2 separate regions of the Gossypium hirsutum genome follow, and region 2 is linked to region 1. Evidence: chromatin contacts called from public Hi-C data. All regions are on one chromosome and are shown on one strand. The core of a region is the stretch at or near the end of the contact, and the rest is flanking DNA. Distances in the headings are between cores, read along the strand shown.

Evidence for each region. A called contact is a pair of places that touch in the nucleus more often than the background predicts.
Region 2: a contact with region 1 is called in a Hi-C map of leaf, with 1.9 times the contacts expected there. The contact joins two enhancer-like sites. A contact is called at or near these places in 4 of 34 Hi-C or Micro-C datasets (hypocotyl, leaf and petal).

The regions. Positions count from the first base shown.
Region 1 is chrD01:51,870,457-51,873,347 of Gossypium_hirsutum_v2.1, forward strand. No RefSeq gene overlaps it. Among protein-coding and RNA genes, the nearest start is that of LOC121214288, 21 kb to the left of the region's middle. Within about 2 kb of position 1,360, at least 7 of the 9 cell types and tissues checked have an H3K27ac peak or open chromatin away from gene starts, as enhancers often do. A contact at or near this core is called in hypocotyl and leaf, where this site is marked.
Region 2 is chrD01:51,952,388-51,955,278 of Gossypium_hirsutum_v2.1, forward strand. No RefSeq gene overlaps it. Among protein-coding and RNA genes, the nearest start is that of LOC107921263, 9.0 kb to the right of the region's middle. Within about 2 kb of position 1,539, at least 3 of the 9 cell types and tissues checked have an H3K27ac peak or open chromatin away from gene starts, as enhancers often do. A contact at or near this core is called in hypocotyl and leaf, where this site is marked.

The DNA.
Region 1 (2,891 bases), core at 110-2,609:
TATAAATATAAATAATGATTCTTTCCGCATTCATATATATTAGAGTATAGGAAGTTGTTAGTTAGTTGATGAGTCTGGTAAGGTTGTTGCTCAATTAGAGTAGTCACTAAAGTCTATAAATACTGTACATTGAGAATTTGGAAGTAAGCAATTTTTGAATAAACAAACAAGAAGTTTATTCTATTATCTCTCTATTTTCACTCTCTGTTTGGATAAATATTTCTTTCTTTTTTATCTAGTTCTTTCATGGTATCATTCGCCAATTGATTCTGGCCATTGCTTCTCATGGCTTCCGCTGATTCTGCATCTGGCGAACCTAGCTCTGGTGTGTTTGCTGCCGATCGAGTCACAACTGTTCTTCCTCGACATGAAGTGGTCAAACTCGATGAAGGTACTTACCTTCAATGGCGTAAACAGGTAAAACTCATCGTTGATGGCTATGGACTTACATGTTTCTTAGATGGCACTATTGCTTCGCCATCACGATTCATTCTTCTACCCGATGGATCTCGTGCTCCAAATCCGGCGGCTCAGGTGTTCACGCAACAAGATCGGCTGCTAATGTCATGGCTTTTGTCTACGGTAATTGCCTCTCATCAATCCTTCTTTGATGATGCTTGCACGGCGTGCGACATATGGAGTATGGCCATTAATCTTTTTGCAGCTGATACGGGTGCCAAGCAGTCGAGGATTCGGCATGAGCTTCACTCGTTGAAGAAAGGTAATCTTTCTATTAAGGCTTATGTTGCTAGGATTAAAGATTTGTGTGCTATGTTAGATGCCACTGGCTCTCGTATCTCCGATGAAGAGAAGATTGAAGTGGTGCTTGCGGGATTGCCGTCAGACTTTGAGGCGATTATCTCCTCTGCTCGGTTGTCGATTGGAGTTTTACTGTTACAACGCTTGGTGGATGTGTTAGTAGGTTGTGAGAGTCGTCAAGATCGGATGTTGCAGGAGGTAAGTTCGAACACGAATCTTGTTGAAAATGAGCCGTCGGTGGAAGAGGCCGATTGTGGAGGCCGTGCGTCTGTTCGTGGTCGTGGTAGATTCTTCAGATCTCGTGTTCAGTGCCAGATCTGTAGTCGATTCGGTCATTTGGGTCAGAAATGCTATTATCGGTATCACCGAGACTCGACTAAATCGTCCGGTGTTGAAGGTTCTGACTCTGGAGTTTTTGTGCAACATGGTGAAAACCAGGCGGTGGCTTCTCATCAAAAAAGTCAAAAAGTTCTTTATGGTCAAGGGAGTCATGCTGGTCAAAATAGATATGGTAGTCAAAATGTGTGTGCTGGCATGCAAAATAGGCCATTGGCACGTGGGCCACATGTGTCTCATGCACAGCATGATTCTGGCCGAATTTGTTCTGATGCCTACAAGCCCAATTTGTGCAAATTCGATCATGATGATGGGCAAGGGTATAATAGAGACACGTCGCATGGTTTTACTACTGGAAATGGACAGTGGCAAGGTTGTAGTGGAAACACGTCACATGAGCTTAAGGCTCCAAATGGACAGGGTGTATCATATGGGCCGAATTTTCAACATTCCTCTCATGGGCCGAATGTTCAATTTAATGCTGGGCCGAATATTGTACCATCCTCTAATTTTGTTCAAGTTGATCAAGCTGATCCTGGCTCACCTGAATCGATTGGTGATGGACTAGGTATTGGCGGTCCGGTTCTGTGATTTACCAAACTGCGTGCTCAGGTCTATACTGGGTCTGATCCATGTATTGGGCTTCCTCGGCTAGGGGACTTACATGCGTCTGATTACTCTGATCCTTCAGTATCCGACTCTTATATCAATACTTCTCAACTTGAATCTAGTACTGGTACTGATGATCCGTACATTCCAGTGCGCAGTGGCACCACATCTTGGTATCCTAACTCGGGAGTGAGTCACCATATCTGTCGCGATGTGTCAACGTTACGTGATGTCACGCCATATTCAGGTAAGTCATCTCTTTTAATGGGCAATGGTACTCTTGCGGTAATTTCGTCAATTGGTACTGCTATTTTACCTACTCAGTATAAATCGTTACGATTATCAAATGTTTTATGTGTGCCAAGTATACAGAAAAACCTCTTATCCGTCTCACAGCTTGCTCGTGATAATGGTGTGTATTTTGAGTTTCACCCTACCTATTGTGTTATTAAGGATATGGTGACTCGGGAGATATTACTGACGGGCAGCATTCATGATGGCTTATATCAATTTTCTGTGCCAGTGGTTTCTACTCCGCCTACGACTGCTCCATTTGTTGCTCATTCGCAGGTTTCACATACAGTTTCAAATAGTTCTGTGTTTGCTTTATGGCATAATCGTTTAGGCCACCCGTCGACTTCTGTGGTCAAAACTATTCTAAATAAATGTAATGTTGTTTCAAGTAAAAATAGTTTTGATGGTATATGTACTGCATGTCAAAAAGGCAGGTCACATAAGTTGCCTTTCTCCCCTTCAACTACTAGCTATAGTCCTTTTGAGTTGGTTGTGTCTGATCTTTAGGGTCCTGCACCTGTTGCATGTGGTGATAAGAGATATTATGTTTCGTTTATTGATATGTGTACTCAGTTTACTTGGGTTTATCTTTTACGTCAAAAAGCTCAAGCACTAGAATGCTTTACTCAGTTTCAACAATTAATTAAGACACAGTTTGTCAAGTCTATTAAGTAGTTCCAGAGCGATTGGGGAGGAGAATATAGTGGTTTTACGTCTGTCTTAAAATCTCAAGGAATCATACATTGACTGACCTGTCCGTATACTCCAGAAAAAAATGGAGTAGCTGAGCATAAACATCGTCACATTGTTGAAGTGGGTATTACATTATTGGCTCACGCAAATTTACCTATGGAATACTGGGGGTATGCGTTTTGTTGTGCGGTTCATCTTAT
Region 2 (2,891 bases), core at 289-2,788, 82 kb after region 1:
CAACCTTCTATTATTAGTGGTATATATGATGCAATGACATCCGTTGAATTTGTTCTCATCTTGTATTTAATGATAGACATGCTTGGAATAACCGATGATCTCTGTCAAGCATTGTAGTATAAATCGCAGGATATACTAAACACGATGTAACTGGTGTCATCAACTAAAACGTTTCTCCAGAAACTCAGAAAACATGGGTGAGATCCTTTGTTTGAGAAAGTGAACTTATTTTGTAAAGATAATGAGATAGAAGTCCCCAAATAAAGTGTTTCTTGTAAAGCTGGTTGAGGTCGGTAGATAACCTAACAATTGAGCATCAATATCGGTTTGATATATTCATTACTGGTATCGATTCATTGTTAACAGAAATGAATTCTCGCTTTAATGATGAGGTAGTTGAGTTACTTGTTATTAGCTTTGCTTTGGGTCCACGCGATAATTACAAAGCTTTTTGTGTGGAAGATATTTGCAAGCTTATGAATGATTTTTATCTGGACAATTTTACGAGCAAGAAAAACTACACATGAAGAGTCAATTGGAACTTTTTCAACTTGATGCTCATCAAAGCACAAAGTTGCAGAAAGCTTCTACAGTTGCTGAGTTGTGTCAAGTGCTAGCTAAGACAAATAAATCAAGAATTTATCCTCTTCTTGATAGAATTATTCATGTTGTGCTAACTCTTCTTGTGTCTACTGCAATGATTAAACGAGCATTTTCAGCCATGAAAATTGTGAATATAAGACTTCGCAACAGAATGGGGGATGATTTTTTTCAACTTACTTGGTGGCATACATTAAAAAAAGATAGCTCGAGAATTTTCAACAGATTCTATTATTGATGAGTTCAATCTTATGAAAAAACGAATGGTGCAATTTAGGATGCCTAGAACTAATGCCAAGTATTAGTTTTTTTTTTGTAAATTGAAAATAAATATTTAATTTTATATAGTGTCTTTTATTTTTTACAATTAAATTGTTCATACCTTTTGAAAAACATTAAATTAATTTGTTTGATAAAAAAATTTTAATTGATACATTTTACATTAAAAAAAAAGTCGTTCGAATTTAAAAATTTCACCCCTTAAAATAAAATTATATGGATCCATCCCTACCCTCAAACCCATTTTTTTCCCAAACTCCCTCAGAAGTTTCTCTCCACAAAATCTTTTTGCAGTTATGGAAAACTGAGTTAGAGAGCGAGCCGTTTGCAATCTTCCCTAGAAGAATTAGGCTTTGGAAATTTATCTTCTATCTCCTTCCCTTTTTGTTTTTTTTTTTATTATCTAATATCAAGTTCAGCATTCCTCCTTTCTTCTATTTCAAAAAGGGATTTAAATTTTCTTGTTTTAATTCTATGATTCTCCACAATCACATGATTATCACTAACCCCATTAGCAACTGAAAAAGGTTTCATCTAAGACTAGAATCAACTACACCAAAATGAGCCTTCCCATTTTTCATTTGGCCATCCAAAGCCAAACCCGTATTCCTTATATCATCCAATGCTTGTAAAGAAACAGAATCACGAACCCCTCCATCATGAAAGCCCATGGCCCCATCCCATACCAATCCAACCCCAAATTCAATTTTTCAATGCCCCATTAACATTATCAAAGTATCCCCTTTGCGAATTAAAGGATTAGAACCTGCTATATCGTCAAAACCAATATCCAACCATTGTACTAACATTCCCCTGCCTCTTTACTACAAGTCTCCACTTCCGAAAAATTATCATTAAAAGCTTCCACTAGAGACTCCTCCTACCGAAGTCGAATAGCCATCGACAGCGGAGAGTGGAAAAGCATCACCATCAATCCATTTCCATTCGAGTTCTGTAGATATCAAATTTTGCCCCGACCCGACCTCATTATCTGGATTTGAATTTTAAAATGGTTGAGGAACTATAGGGTGATTATTTCAATTTTAAATTAAACTGTTATCAATTTAATGTTAAATTTGGAATTAGATTAAAAGCTAAATTAAGATAGAATGTTTATGTATGGTTTCAATTAAACTGAAATCAATTTTAAATTCTTTTTAGTTTAATTTAATTTAAGTTTTGAAATTTTGGCATGAAGTAGGTGAATATTTGAATATCTACTTATGTTGGCTTTTTTTGAAAAAAAATAATAGCATTTTTTTTGTTAAAATTTGTAATGTTAAAAAATATAATTAATAAAATCATTTCTGATTTTCAAAATACTTTATTAGGCATAATTTTGGGAAAATGCCAATTTAAATAATTTTCAAAAGCACAGTCTATTTTTCTTCTCAAAGTCCAAATTAATTTGTTTCTCAAAGCCCAGTCTAATTTGGTTTAAAACAATCTTTTAAAACCCAAATTTATTTTCAAATTAAATTCAAACCCAGATTTGTTTCAATTTTAATATGATTAAATCTGTTTTGAGTCCATTTTTGGAAATTCCCAAAAGTCCATTTCTATTTCAAGATTGCAGTTAGAGTCTAGAACCCTAAAAATTTTGTGCTGTGAGGAATGGCAAACCTCTCTCAGCCAATCAGAATCAACAGTACAGCAAATAATACTTGCAGTAAAAGTGATTCAAAATGAAAACAACACGTTTTGAAATGATTTTTAGGGTCAAAACACAAGTTTACAAATGAATCAAAAACATGATTAAAATAATACAGATTAAAAGAACAATATAAAAGATCAATGTCAGTCAAAGTTTAAAAAAGAGAAAAACCCTAAAAAGAAAATAAAAAAAACGGCATGGCCTTTTCATCTAATCGAAGGTAAACCCTTGGTTTTCCTTCTTTTATTTTACTATTTTCTAGGTTGCATGCATGAATAAGGGGGAGGGGGAGGCTCCAATGAATGTGGCGTTACCAGGTAGCCCCGTTCCCCAGAAACACTAAAAAAAAAAGAGTTCG